5 separate regions of the Mus musculus genome follow, and regions 1, 3, 4 and 5 are each linked to region 2. A link is a contact called in public HiChIP or PLAC-seq, Micro-C and promoter capture Hi-C data. All regions are on one chromosome and are shown on one strand. Each heading gives the region's core, a stretch centred on a gene start, on an enhancer-like site or on the middle of the called end of the contact. The rest is flanking DNA. Distances are from core to core; before and after follow the strand shown. Region 1 has its middle 16 kb from the start of Tnfrsf14. Region 2 holds the start of Faap20 (Fanconi anemia core complex associated protein 20). Region 3 holds the start of Slc35e2 (solute carrier family 35, member E2). Region 4 holds the start of Tnfrsf14 (tumor necrosis factor receptor superfamily, member 14 (herpesvirus entry mediator)). Region 5 holds the start of Nadk (NAD kinase).

What was found. Hi-C and Micro-C count contacts between places; a contact is called where the count stands out from the background. HiChIP or PLAC-seq counts read pairs in DNA pulled down with a chosen protein or histone mark. Capture Hi-C pulls out chosen DNA fragments and counts their contacts.
Region 1: a contact with region 2 is called in a Micro-C map of the G1E-ER4 cell line, with 4 times the contacts expected there. The contact joins the enhancer-like site here to the promoter of Faap20 in region 2. A contact is called at or near these places in 11 of 39 promoter capture datasets (3T3-L1-derived adipocytes, embryonic stem cells, frontonasal cranial neural crest and 6 more), 1 of 15 datasets of contacts at CTCF or cohesin (embryonic stem cells), 12 of 484 Hi-C or Micro-C datasets (the G1E-ER4 cell line, Th1 cells, cerebellum and 3 more), 12 of 115 datasets of contacts at active chromatin or transcription factors (craniofacial prominence, embryonic basal ganglia, embryonic forebrain and 6 more) and 3 of 9 other capture datasets (adipose tissue, embryonic stem cells and liver).
Region 3: a Micro-C map of embryonic stem cells shows a contact between it and region 2, with 5 times the contacts expected there. The contact joins the promoter of Slc35e2 here to the promoter of Faap20 in region 2. A contact is called at or near these places in 1 of 484 Hi-C or Micro-C datasets (embryonic stem cells), 3 of 115 datasets of contacts at active chromatin or transcription factors (heart atrium, memory CD8 T cells and microglia) and 2 of 9 other capture datasets (adipose tissue and pancreatic islet).
Region 4: a contact with region 2 is called in an H3K27ac HiChIP or PLAC-seq map of bone marrow-derived dendritic cells, with 4 times the contacts expected there. The contact joins the promoter of Tnfrsf14 here to the promoter of Faap20 in region 2. A contact is called at or near these places in 4 of 39 promoter capture datasets (the HPC-7 cell line, embryonic stem cells and stem cell-derived epiblast-like cells), 4 of 484 Hi-C or Micro-C datasets (B cells, the G1E-ER4 cell line, Th1 cells and 1 more), 7 of 115 datasets of contacts at active chromatin or transcription factors (the 230-238 cell line, bone marrow-derived dendritic cells, bone marrow-derived macrophages and 3 more) and 2 of 9 other capture datasets (adipose tissue and liver).
Region 5: a promoter capture Hi-C map of adipose tissue shows a contact between it and region 2. The contact joins the promoter of Nadk here to the promoter of Faap20 in region 2. A contact is called at or near these places in 1 of 39 promoter capture datasets (liver), 2 of 484 Hi-C or Micro-C datasets (cerebellum and embryonic stem cells) and 2 of 9 other capture datasets (adipose tissue and liver).

What each region holds. Positions count from the first base shown.
Region 1 is chr4:154,943,063-154,945,762 of GRCm38.p6, forward strand. No RefSeq gene overlaps it. Among named protein-coding and RNA genes, the nearest start is that of Tnfrsf14, 16 kb to the left of the region's middle. Within about 2 kb of position 1,344, at least 72 of the 459 cell types and tissues checked have an H3K27ac peak or open chromatin away from gene starts, as enhancers often do. A contact at or near this core is called in the G1E-ER4 cell line, Th1 cells, adipose tissue and 1 more, where this site is marked.
Region 2 is chr4:155,248,533-155,251,232 of GRCm38.p6, forward strand. It overlaps Faap20 (Fanconi anemia core complex associated protein 20), which reads left to right and starts at 1,434. Exons shown (of 4, transcript NM_001190445.1): 1 at 1,434-1,530; 2 at 1,974-2,118; 3 at 2,224-2,504. The coding sequence starts at 1,469.
Region 3 is chr4:155,600,131-155,602,830 of GRCm38.p6, forward strand. Slc35e2 (solute carrier family 35, member E2) reads left to right here and starts at 1,286. Exons shown (of 9, transcript NM_177186.4): 1 at 1,286-1,608.
Region 4 is chr4:154,926,784-154,929,483 of GRCm38.p6, forward strand. It overlaps Tnfrsf14 (tumor necrosis factor receptor superfamily, member 14 (herpesvirus entry mediator)), which reads right to left and starts at 1,294. Exons shown (of 8, transcript NM_178931.2): 1 at 1,195-1,294; 2 at 356-464. The coding sequence starts at 1,263.
Region 5 is chr4:155,562,427-155,565,126 of GRCm38.p6, forward strand. It overlaps Nadk (NAD kinase), which reads left to right and starts at 1,389. Exons shown (of 12, transcript NM_001159637.1): 1 at 1,389-1,553.

The DNA.
Region 1 (2,700 bases), core at 94-2,593, 310 kb before region 2:
GGGCAGCCCAGAGGTTCTGGCAACATGCCAGCTGATTCTGAACCCTCATGGGGACATACTGTCCAGACCTCCCTGGTCTGGGAGCAGCAAAATCAAGGATCAACACACCTGTAGAAGGGTCTTGGAGCTAGGGCAATGCAGGGATAGAAGACAACCAGTGTCCCAGGAGAGGAGAATCCTAGGGCACAATGGACTGGGTCAGAGGTGGCCAAGGTGCTCACACCGAGGTTGAGCACGCAGTCCAGCTGTAGGCAGCCTCAAAGTCTCTCAACACTCCTCTCTGCAGAGTGGGCTCTGGTCTTCGAAATTGTCAAGATAAGCCATGCTGACCCTGTCGCCTATGGACGGAGATACCTTAGAGTTCCTGATGAGAGGCTACAGAGAGTGACAGTTGCTCATCGGGGCCTGCCAGCTCTTTCCCCTGTCCACCTGTGCTCTGAGAAAATAAGTCCCATGAGTGTGGCCAGCACTTTCAGAATGAGGGACAGCAGTCCCTGGCAGGAGCATCTGAACACAAAGGTCCCAAGAGGGGTGGACTTCACATGGAAGGTCTGGATGCCAAGCAGGCGTGGCTCCTGGCTATCTCTTAGTGATCAGTGATGGACTCTAGCCCTGAATCCTGTGACACCCAAAAGTCCTCAGATTGTGCCCAAACAAGAAGTGCTGTCAAGTCTTGCCCCCAACACACAGGCATGCATGCATGTAAGCACACATGCACACACATGTAAATGACAGACAGGCTCTGGGGACCATGAACCACCCATGTAACCTGATGCCAAGTTATACAGAGATTGCTTCTCTATCTGTCTACATAGCTAGGAAAGCCCCATCCTCAGGCAGAAGCCTCAGCTAGGTTGGGCAGGCCCCTGTCTCAGGCATTGCCCATTATGAGGAAATGGCAGGTTCGGAGCCAGCTGGGCCTCACCTGAGTCCTGGGATCCTTGGGTACCAAGAGTCTTCCTCTGTTTTAGAAGCTGTTTAAGAAGCTGAGACACAGGAGGTCTCAGGCTAGCCTCTCCCTGAACACAGACTTGCTGATAGGTGAAGTAGCCAATGTAGACGTGAAGTGAAAGTACCCAGGGGAGCAGTTCAGTCCACATAGACAAAGAAGCCTCATTAACAAGATAGTCAGAGACTGCTCAAGGTCTCCATCCCCTGCTCAGCCTATGAGCCTCTGCCAGGTCATGCTGGGTGCTGCGAAAGTCTCACCAGGGACAGAAAATCCCCCAGAGAGGTGACTTCCCATCTGAGTCTTTACCAGAGCCAGAACCAACTTTACCAGAACTTGGGAAAGAACCATTCAGGTCTCCTCCCTCCTCAGCCTAGTGCTGAAGTGTGACCTCTGGTGGCTGCTGAGAACACCAAGATGTCCACTTGGGAGCCTAGAGCCTAGCATTTGTATGCAAACCCCTGCTTACTCTTCTTCCTTTGAGCCACTAGAGGGCAGCAAAATCCAGGCCTGACTGATCCCTGCACCTCAGGCTCATAGTCAGGCATCCCTCCCCAGAAGGTTCTGGGCTGTGTTTACTTAAGAAAGTCACATCCCACCGGGCATGGTGGCCCACGCCTTTAATCCCAGCACTTGGGAGGCAGAGGCAGGCGGATTTCTGAGTTCGAGGCCAGCTTGGTCTACAAAGTGAGTTCCAAGACAGCCAGGGCAATACAGAGAAACCCTGTCTTGAAAAACCAAAAAAAGAAAAAGAGAGAGAGAGAGAGAGAGAGAGAGAGAGAGAGAGAGAAGGAGGGAGGGAGAGAGGGAGGGAGGGAGGGAGGGAGGAAGGAAGGAAGGAAGGAAGAAAGAAAGAAAGAAAGAAAGAAAGAAAGAAAGAAAAGAAAGTCACATCCCTAGTTGAGAGGTGGTGGACTTTAATCCCAGAACCTAGAGGTAGAGGGTGACGGATTTCTGAGTTCTAGACCAGTCTGGTCTATAGAGCAAGCTCATGTCCATGGATCATCATCAATGAGGGAGTCAGGGAATTGAGAGAAATTTGCATTTCCAAGGAATAAAAAAGAGCGGGAAGGAGGCAGAGAGTGCATCACCAGCCCCACTTGACTTCCTAATGTCTCATGGCCCTATGGATGGATGGCTGCTCCTCTCTGCAATGGGCATGGTCTGCTTTACCCCTGGGACTGAGCAGCAGGTGACTGCACGAGCAGCTCATACCATGGCTCTTGGGGTGCTGGTAAGTTGGCCTCTTCAGCCAACCAGGGAGAGGAGCCAGCATAGCTGAAGGCATCCCTGACGGTCTCTCCAGTCATTTGGACCCAAAGTGGCCTCTGGGTTAGCCACAGAATCAGGGACAAAGCCAGCAGGACAGACAAGGGCCCAACCCGGGAAACCCTCAACATAGGACCAGCCTGGGTGGTACCCAGGACCTCAGGGTTGCAGTCAGCCTCAGAGTGGGTGACAGACTCAGAGTGACAGACTCAGAGTGACAGACTCGGAGTGACAGACTCAGAGTCTGGAGACTGCTGGCCAGTGCCTTTATTCAAAGCCTGTGCTGTTCCCTCTCTGAAGTATATATGCACGGTGTGCACTCTTCCACATGCCTGCCATTGCCCCAGGGATACCCAAGCAGCCTCATACTGCTACAGCATTTGTCCATCCAGCCTTATTCTGATATAAAACATGGAGCCCCCTACACAGCCTGGGAGGAACAGGATCCAGCTCTGGTCTGGCTAGAAAGGTCACGAAGGTAC
Region 2 (2,700 bases), core at 184-2,683:
AAAATTCCTTCCTGTGTGTTGTGAGGGTGGGCACACACACCGTGGTGGAGGTCAGAGGACAACCTCGCCTTCCACCTTGTGAAGGCACTGTGTCCACAAGTCCCAAAAGCTTCAGGCGAGGGGAACCTCCTGTTTCTGCCTCTCCTCTCACAGCACACCTGGAGTCCAGACTTGCGCTGTCCTGCATGGTTTCATGTCAATTCTGAGAACTGACCTCAGGCCCTTATGCTTGCATAGACACTTTGCCTACTGAGTCACCTCCCTAGCCCAAATTCAACTTTTTGTTTTGTTTTGTTTGAGACAGGATCTTTCTTCATAGCCCTGCTTTCCTGGAACTCACTCCATAAACCAAACTCATAGAGATCCTCCTGTCTCTGCCTCCTGGGTACTGGGATGAAAGGTCTGTGCCAGTGTTCTTGCAAAGGATTCAGGTTCATTTCCTAGCACCCACATGGTAGCTCACAACTGTCTGTAACCACAGTTCTAGGCGGTCCAAGACCTTTTTCCAATCTCTGTGGGCACCAGACACATACGGCACAAATACATGCGCTCTCCGAGATTAAACTTGCTCTTCCTCTTCAAGTCTGCAGAGACAGAAGACAACCTTAGTGCAGAAACCATCCCCAGACCCTGGTCTAGACACAACTTCCAGGATGTGGAACCTGGAAGTACACACGGTGTGTGTGTGTGTGTGTGTGTGTGTGTGTGTGTGTGTGTGTGTGATCTCACCTAAGGATGGGGTGCAAAGCTCTGACTGGAGGAAGACCCAGGAAAAGGGTCTGCGAGTCAGATGGTTGCAGGACAGGCGTTTGGAACGGCCCTGACCCCTGGGGGCTGTGAAGTAGAAAGCTACTAGCGAATCCCAATGCGTACATCAAAGTGCCTGGACTTTTGCTGCCACCAAGTGATGGGCTGCAGGATTGCAGGACGGGATATTGGTTAGGTAGGAAGCCCGGGTTTTTCACTCTGAGCCTTCGTCCCCTGGGCTTTGCGGTTTGATTGCTCTTCTCTTTGGTAGAAAAACCCAGTTCCTCCTTTAAGAAGAAGATGCTGGCAAAACTGGGCCTGAGAATTTGGTCCTATCCATGGGGCCTTCCTGAAAAAGACTACAGAACTGGAAACTGAGGCAGGGCATTGTCTGGGAGGTGCCACCGGCAGGGCAAGCCTGACAGCTCTCTGCACGTGTTGACGGAAGGGAGCCCAGGCTCTGCACAGGCTCGAGTGGCCCAATCTCGCACCCCTGCAAACTGGAGGGCAGCTCCGCCCTGTCCCGCCTCTCCCTCAAGGCGGCAGCCTCGTGTTCCCAACGGTTGGGATCTCGGCGCCTTAGATTTCCAGCGCCACAAAGGGGAGCTGGCACTTGGCAGAGCGGAGAGTGGGGGGGGTCTGGAAGCCGCCGGAGCGGATCCCGGTCGGAGGGCGGGCCGGGCTGTAAGTCTCACTTCCGCCGGACGCTGTTTGGAGAAGGATGGAGGAGGAGCGGAGACTGCGGGGGAGGCTGAGCCGTCGGAGGCCGCCCGCGGGGGGCGGGTGAGGCGGGACAGAGCGGAAGGGTGGGGTCCTGGGGGCTTTGGAAGGCGCTGAGACACCGGGAAGGCGATGGGGACGCCTCGATGTTCCCGCCTAGCTGCGGGGTTCCTCGCACGCGTGCATCTCGCTACCAGCCGCGCTCCGCCTCTCTCGGGGCGCGGTCGCTTCTTCCGCCCCAACGCTGCTGTTCCCCACCACCACCTCCGCCACCCCTCTTCACGTCGCCCATTTATCCACTTCTTTCTCAGCCCCAGGCTCCGTTTCCCCCAAGAGTCCATTTACCCTTCTAAGTGAGGTTCCTTCCCGGTCTCTTACTATGGACTCCCTCCTCCATTACCCCATTGTGGACCTGCTCCCTAGCCCTGGTACCCCTCACTGTAGAATCAACTCTTCACGATATCTCTACCATGGATGCCCCGGCTGACTCTTCCTGTGCTTCCCAGGCCCCCTAACTGCCGCCCTTGGTTTCTCTCGGAGGGAAGTAAGAGTGAGCCCTGGGCTGCTCTGTTGCGCAGCACCGTGAGCGGGACCGCGGATTGGACCCCGAACCGTCAGCCATTACCACCGCTGCCTGCTTTTCCCAGCCAGGTGTGTCCAAAAGCACTAAAGAAGGATGACCTGGGAGAGAGTTCTCAGGCCCTGGGGGAGGTCATGGTGTTGGTGGCTGTGACCTTATGGGGACTTACTTTTCAGGAGTCTCTACCTGACCCAGAGTCCACTGTGCCTCCTGAGGCCTTCACTGTGGGATCCAAGACTTTCTCCTGGACGCCTTTGCCACCTGCCCTTCGTGGCTCTGGAAGCTCCCGCCACCTGTTCTGTGAACCTGAAGGCTCCCTGGGGTCACCTACTCCATCCCTGAAAGGATGCCCTGCACTAAATTCTGGTCGAACTCCCAGCGCCCAGGAGTGTGTGCCTGTGCAGAGTCCACTTGCGTTGCTGAGTTGCCCGTTGTGCCAGAAGGCGTTTGACCCGAAGTGAGTGTCCTATCACTTAAGACTTAGCAGGGTGTAAGGTCCACCGACTTAGGAGGCTAAGAGAGTGCCTGGATGTGGCTCTGGCCTTTTGTTTATAGAACTAAAATTTAAATTATAAATATTTACATATATGTGTGCATGGCACATATGCATGTGGAGGTCAGAAGACAACTTCTTGAAATCTGTTCTTAGCTTC
Region 3 (2,700 bases), core at 36-2,535, 350 kb after region 2:
CCCTGGCTGTACATCAAATCCGAAGCCAGCCAGGGATACACCAGCCCTGTCTCAAAACAAAACAAATACAAAACAACAATGACCAAATAAAACAACTCAATTAAAAAATGCTTACATAGGTGCGCATAATTCCAGAGTGTGAGAGGCAGAGATGTCTATTTCTGTGAGTTCAAGACTAGCCTGATGTACACAGTGAGTTCCAGGCCAGACAGGGGTACATAGTGAGACACTATCTTTTTTTTTTTTTTTTTTTTTTTCGAGACAGGGTTTCTCTGTGTAGCTCTGGCTGTCCTAGAACTCACTTTGTAGACCAGGCTGGCCTCGAACTCAGAAATTCCCCTGCCTCTGCCTCCTGAGTGCTGGGATTAAAGGTGTGTGCCACCATGCCGGCTCAGTGAGACACTATCTTAAAAGACAAAAACAAACAAAGGAAAGAACCCAACAACAACAAAATTCTTGCGTAAGTTTCTGAGTTGAGTTTCATTTTTAAAAATCGTTAAAACTTGGCTTGTGGTTAGGACAGAATTTCCAACTGATACGGTTCTAAAACATACGTCAATTCAACAAAATCAAACACACTTTGGTTTTGATAAAATCAAAACATCAACTCTGAAAAATGCTGAAGATACTCTATGTCCAGTGGTATGGGATATTCAGTCAAGATTTAATGATCTGTGCGAAAATTTAAAAAGCACATCTTCTCATTCGTAAGCCAGTTTGCCTTTGCTTTTAAGTGGTAAAACTGCACTGTGCCATTGTGTTCTAAAGACTTGTTTTTTGTTTGCTGAGACAGGGTCTCTCTACATAGACCTGGTTGTCCAGGAACTCACTAAGTGGACCAGGCTGGTCTCCGGCACCGGGCAAAGAATTGTTTTAAGATAGACTTAAGGTTGATTATCAGTAAACGTTTGATTTGCATATGGAAAGGGTTTTCTAGTGGAAAAGGTTTAAGAAGCTCCAACTCACTGTGCGAGATCTGAAGGAGAAACCTTACTAGTTTTCAAACAACCAAGAAAAAAACAAAGGAAGGTTTCACCAAAAGCAGAGCTGAGGCAAGGCACAACCTCAAACCTCTCCACAAAATGACCTTCAGGGATAAAAGGGGCCAGGAAGCATCTCACAGCCGGCGGCTACTTGGGGAGATCAGGCGACAGAGCAAGCGTCCTGCAGGAAGGCGGGGCCTCTGAGGCTCGACCAATGAGCGCCCCGTCGCTATGCTGCTGGCCCCGCCCCCATGGTGCTGACCCCGCCCCCATCCCGGCAGCGTCCAAGACTCGGAGAGCACGGGGGTTCCTCGCACGTTCGCCACTGAGCGCTTCTCGTCTTGTGACTTTCTGGTCAGATTTTAGGATCCTTGAAATCAAGCCCCTGGGTCTGACCTAGAGGGCGGCACCTTCGCGGCCTCAGAGGATTGGCTCCTTCACCTTGGTCTCGGTGGAACGTTCCGGAATGTACCACAGGCCAGAGGAGCGACACCTGCACGCTGGCCCAGCATGGCGGACCCCGCAGAGGTGGGACGCTCCGGAGGCGCCCACAGGAGGCCGCAAGGCGGTGCTGTGGCCCCGCATCGTCGCCCGCCCCGTGGTTTGCGGTGGGCCGCTACGGAAGGTGCGAACGCGCCGTGAGGGTGTCCTGGCTCCCCGTGGTGGGCCGCGGTGGAACGTTCTGGAAGGTGCCATTGTGTGCCTGTGTGGAGTGTGTCCTTCCCCCCCCCCCCGTAACAGCTTCCGGTGCGTCACGTCCGGCTCTCTCCCCGCCCACCCGTGTGTGTGTCCCAAATCTAAACCCTTAGGAGGGCTGTGGGAGGGCTCGCGGCTCTCGCCCTTGACTCTGGACCGCTCTGCCTAAAGCTGCTCGGCCCCGAGGCGGGCGCGGGCTGCATCTTCCGTGGGCGTGGGCTGAGGCTCTGCATAAACTCCAGTGGCAGCCCCAGAACTGAACCCCATCGGGGGCCGGGGGCATCCCGTCCTGGAGTCAGCCCGGGTTGGCACCGGGCGCGCAGGTGGCGGGCTTCGCCGGGCTGGACGCACAGGTAGGGTGGGGACAGTGATGGGCACCGGGGCGGGGGGATCGCGGGCGGGCTGTGACTGCAGCAGGCGCCGGAAAGGAAGCGATACCCAATGACAGGTGCAGGCACCCTGTCATCTGTCGGCGTGTACTGATTTTGCCTCCCCAAACGTCTTATTTTGTGCCGTGGAATGGGCGACTCAGCCAGGTCCCAAGCCTCAACTTTATTTTAGCCTGCCAGCGGTTTTTCTCCAACCGGTACTTTTCAGGCATGAAACAGGCTCTTTGCAGCATTGATGTTTTGAACCCTTGAAATGCAAAATAAAACAAAAAGTAAAACTGCAGACTGGGGGTGGGGGTGGGGGGGCCCTTGTTCAGTGTTTGTCTAGTCGCCCGCTCATGGGATGAATGTACTCTATTAAAAAAAACTGGAAAATAATTTTTTGTGCTTTTTTTTCTTTTTCTTTTTTCTTTTAAGACAGGATCTTTACAGGGTAGCCCAGTCTGGCCTTAAACTTGTGACCCTCCTGCCTCATCCTCTCAGTACCGCAATTATGGGACTGTACTACAAGTATCCCTGGTTGCAGAGCACATTTGAAAGCACACCGAGAGAATTTTAAATAGCAAAAGAAGGCCCATTAAGTGAAGAGATAGGAAGGCTTTTATATTAAAGTGATTCATTTCCAGTGCAGA
Region 4 (2,700 bases), core at 44-2,543, 320 kb before region 2:
CTTCCCTGTACCCTCACATGGGTCTAGCAAGTATGGCACCAACCACAACTAAAGCCCCACAGGACTTGTTGGCCTTCTGTCTGCCCTCTATGAACAATTCAGAAACACAGAGATGGGGCTTCCTAAATCCCTTAGAACTGGCTCTGACCCCAGCCCACTTTCAGTCTCAGTCTCTGGTTATAAAGCCTGCCCTACCCCCCGGGCCCACCCCAGGCAGTGAACTTCAAAGGTTCCAGACACCGAGGACTATCCCTGAACTGAACACTGTACAGCCGTTGGACTGAGGACCCAGAGGCCCAGAGGCTCAGGACAGGAGTTCCTCCCTGGCACAGCACTTCCTCCTGGGAACTCCCACCTGGGTTGCACATGGGGCAGCACTCGTCTCCCACAAGGAACTCCTCCTGTCTGCATGAGGGCTGGGCAGAGATGCGCTGCAGCAAGTTCAAAAGGAAGACACAAGGCACCTGGGAGAGGAGATGAGTGCTGGAGGAGAGGACTACCTCCATCGCTATGGCTCTCCCTCCCCAACCCCCCCACCAGGCTGGTCCAGGCCCTCAGTGCATGCTCTGCTTCTTGAAGTGAGGAAACAGCACAACTTCAGTGTCTCTGTAGGAGGGGCTCGGGCCCAGGCCTGCTTAACCTACCTTCTGCCTTCATTGCCTGACAGTGTAAGACCTGAGAGGCAGCAGGGTCAGCTGGGGCTGGGAACAGGCTCTTCAGAATCCTAGGGACAGCTGACTGATGGTTAGTATATCCTACTTGAGCAAACAGGATAGACACTCTGTCTGGCTCCTGCTAGCCTGCCCTGATCTCTGTCTCCACTCTGTGAGGGTGCTTATCCTCAGGGACAGAGATACCTATGGTTGGCCTCTTGCTACAGGGCCTGTCCAGAGACAGCCAGGGTTCTGCCAAGGGCTACTATGCTCATAGCACCACCTCCTGCCCTTTAAAGAGAGCCATAGTAGGTGTCTGTGAGTGGAGGCCCGGGAGTGGAGGGGCAGAGGCCTGCCTTCCTGTAGCCTCCCAACCTGAGGTTGTTATCAATTATCTCCAGAGATTTGCAGATCCAAGCAGCATAAAGCCCCGTGAGCTAGCTGCCCAGACAGAGCTAAGGGACAGGAAATGTCTGGGGTGGGCTGTGGCTGGAGTTGGGCCGGAAGGAGCTTGGAGGCTGTAAAGGGCTCGGGAACTCACCAGCCTGAAGGTGTTGTCTGTAGGGGCCTGGCTCCAGGGTGCCGACCCCCATCCTGGGAGAGGTTCCATTTTCTTGATCAAGAAACTTCAGGCCAAGAGCCCCATGGGCTCTGAACCTCCTCACACACTCTCATGAGCCTTGGCAAGGAAAAGTGAAAATGAAAGAAAAAATAGTCTCTCTGACTGAAGTCTGTTAGAGGCAGATGGAGCACATTAAGTACACACGGGGCGTGGTGCTGGGAGGGCCCTAAAGTCCAAACAGAGCCTCAGCTTCAGACTCCATACAGGGACACTAGCAAGTTTTCCCAGCCTGTATATATACCCTCTGGAAGTATGTCTGTCTCCCAGGTCACTACAAACACCTCGGTGCTTACCTTGAATTTTCTGACAGACAAACTGAAATAGGAACCTCTCAGCCTCAGGGAACTGGGAACTTGATCTTTTGACCTACCTCCCAACTCACCCCTCTCACCGGACCCTCCCCCTTTAAGCTTCCAGTCACTTCCCAGACACCACGTCAGGGTTATCCCCATTACCAATTTATCACTGCCCGCTTCTTCAGCCTATACGCTTCTGAGCACATTCGGCGCTAGGAACAGGAGCCAGCCTTCTTTATCTTCTAAGGGTGAAGCAGGGTTTCTTATCATCTTTGAGCAGGCTATGGGCTTCTCTAACTGGCCCCTGAGCGGGACTAGGCGGAGCAGACTAATTTTCCTTTTGCAGATGAGGATGGGGGCTTTGAGTAGGACTACAGGGTAGTATGCTGGGCTTCCTCAGCCCACAGACTGGCTGAGGTCATGGGGTGGGGGCCTACTACAGACCTAGGCTGTTGAGAGCTTTTGGTGCTTCTAGGAATCTGGCATCTGTCACTGGGCTCAGACAAAGAAGTCGGCATGTCAGAAACAATGACCACGGGGCTTTGTTTACTGCTTTGCTGACCACTTAACGTTAGCCTTGTGTCATCCTTGCGCTTACTACTTGTCACATCCTTGGTCACTCTCTTGTGTGGTCTCCTTGTTTACTACTTGTTTACTTGGTTGCTTTGTCTTTGATCTAAGAACTGACCATGGGTTTTGTTTGTTTGTTTTTGTTTTGTTTTGTTGCATAAACCTAGAATGATATAAAAGCAGGCGGGAGAGAAACAGCTGCTTCAGCCGCGGTACGGGCTGGAGTCAGGTTATAGTGTTGTCTGTTTTCTTTTTCAATACTCACTCCCTCCCTTGAGACCCTGTTGACTGGCTGAGCTGGCTTGGTCACGAGGCTCCAAAGAGAAATAAGGAACCCCAAAGGCGCACAGAACATGAAGCTCCTCCAAGATTCTTTGACCAGGGCTACTGTGCGTCTCTCAACCCCTCGACTGACCGTTAAAACTAACCACAAATTATTGCTCCAGCTGAATCGGTCACCACCCTCATAGGTTTGGCTGGCCCTGGACTGATTTCCCTCATAGCTGGGACCTGCCCACACCCAGAACAACACACCCTGTTCCAATGAACCCTGTGAGCC
Region 5 (2,700 bases), core at 139-2,638, 310 kb after region 2:
CCCACCAGAGAACATCCTGACTGCAGCAGGTATGGGGGGCTGTGGGGAAGCGTGGAGATTGGGCTATACAGGAAGGGCAATAGTGTGAACATCTTAAAACTACAGTGCTGGGAGTCGGGACTGCGAAAACACCTACTGGTGCACTGTGCACACTGGTGGATATCAATGCACGAGCATGTCCACCAGTTCAGCATATCCCTGGCTCAGCTACAAAGTCGGTGGCCTCCCTCTTTCCCTCCTTACAGCTGTGGGTGAGGCACGCTATTTACACAGTCGCTTCTCAACTATCAAGACTTTGTTTTTCTTTTTGAGATAGGGTCTCTAACTATGGTACCCCTGGCTGGCCTCGAATTCCTAGAAATCCGGAGCTCTCATCTCTGGGATTAAAGTAGTGAACCATTGTATCAACCAGCTGTCAGGTTTGTTACTTTCAGGCTCAAGTCCTTGCCAGTTGCCAAAGGGTGTCAGGTCACTGCTGGTGGGCCTGAGAGCCATATGAGCGCTGTCACCCGAGTTCTGCTTCTGAAAGATACCAGGTCCATGCGCTGGACATTAAGAACAACGTGGGAACAGGAGCCTGGCACGAAGCCCACCTTCCCACAAAGCTGGCCCGCGTTGTCCACATGGTCCTGGAGACCTCGCCAGCAAAAAGCAAACTGAGTGTGACGTAGGACAGGAATAAAGATCAGACCGCGAGGCAAGGAGGCAAAAGAAAGAAAGAAAGAAAGAAAGAAAGAAAGAAAGAAAGAAAGAAAGAAAGAAAGAAAGAAAGAAAGAAAGAAAGAAAGAAAAGGGAGAGAATCTGGTGGTTTTCTCTGTTGCTGCTGGGACTGAGCTTTTTGCCCCTCCTCGGTTACTCTTTTTTTTTTCTTTTTTTCTTTTTTTTCTCCCTCACCCTCTGCCCCGCCTCCCCTTCCGCCCCGACTCCTCCACCCTTTGGCCCCGCCCACTCTCCCGATCTTCCCCTTCCCTCCGGCTTAGTCTCCTTAGTTCCGTCCCTTTCCAGCTCTGCCCTCTTGCGACCTGTCCCTCCCACTCTGCCTGCCCCTTCTCCTACCCGTCTGCCCCTCCCCTTTCTCCAACCTTGGCCCCACCCCCCCGTGCTGTCTTCCGCTCCTTGTCCCCATCCCATTCCGCTATGCCCTGTTTCAGTTCCTTTGCCCCGCCTCCTACTCCTGTGTCCCGCCCACTTCCTCTCGGCCCCGCCTCCCCTTTGCCTCGCCCCTCCCTCTTCACGTCTCCCACCCCCCACCCCACCCCCCAGCCTCTGATCCTTGGCCTACAAAGGGTTTTGAAAAACCCGAAGTTTGCGTGCACGCCTGTGTAGGTGCGGCTGCGCCGCTCTCCCCACGTGCCCTGCAGCGCATGCGTGCGGGCTGCGCTTGCGCACTGACAGCCGCGGCGCAGCGGGGCTTGGTGGTGCCGGTCTCTGGACCGAGCGGCCATGGGGTGGCGGGCGGCTGGGTCGCTGAGAGCCAGGTAGCAGTAGGGCAGCAGGGACCGCCTGCTCGGCCCAGCATGTAGACGTCCACGCGGGCGCGCGGCAGCCGACGGTGAGTGCGGGGCCTGGGGTCGCCCTCTGCCCGGCGTCACTGGCCGGGACCCGTGAAGACAGGGTCACGGCGCCGGCCCTGCCCACCTGCCCGAGGCCGGGCGCTGGTGGCTCTGACGCGCCTCCCTGCGTCCGAACGTGGGTTGCAGCCAGGATGACGCGTGGTCTCGGGGAAGGAGCCTAAGGGACAGGTCTGAAGATCTGGTCCGGCCTTGGGTTTAGGGGGACGAGTCAGAGGTTCGGGTCCCGGGAGAAGCCATGTAGGCCGCCGTTCTGTTCTAAGCCAGTTCAGCGCGCAGCACCGCAGCCGAATCGGCTCCATTGGTCTTCCAGTGGGGCCTTAGCAAGCGCCAGAGACCTTGGCATGTGGGCAAAGTAGTCAGACGAGCGTTTTGTAAGCAATCGAGGTGTGAAACTCTCCAAAACCCCATCGTAAACTTGGTATCCAGTACTTGCCAGGAGCTTCCAAAGTCCTGAAGAGTCCATGGAGATGTTCCTAGAGGCTGCTGCCTCTCAGGATGTCACACTCACAGGCCGCTTGTCTTGGCCTCTGGCAGGTTTCTTCGTTATGGGAACAGGGCGTGCCCAGCGCAGTCCCAGGATCTGCCTTTGCTTGGCCAAGATCCGGCGTCTCTTTCCAGCTCTCCCAAGCAATGGGCTTTCTCCTGGCATTGATTCTGAATAGCGACTTGTTTTTCCTTTCTTGTTTGGGAAACTCTCTGTTTTGGTTCAAAACTTATTCGTTTGGCTTGCCTCTTGAGAAGAGTGTTATTCAAACTTATATTCATTGGTTTCATGTATCACTGTCAGTTTCCACGGGCCGGAAAGCTGGCATCCTCGCCTTGGTAATTAAAAGCACGGCACCTTCCCTCTGAACGTATTTGTCCTCAGCAGTGACTTCACTGTGACTTACACTGCCCATCTTGGGCTCTGGGACAGCCACGGGTGCCAATATACAGTATGACCAGGTAGCTTCTTCATTTGGAGGTGGCATCTCAGAATGCTTCTGCATTTTCTTCTTTGTAGATTTATTTATTAAAAACGATGCAGTTTTATTCATTTTTTTTCTTTTTCATCTTGTTTGAAGTGCTACAGGTCCAGCCCAGATCCTCACACAAGTGCTGTCCCACTGAGCCACAATCCATCCC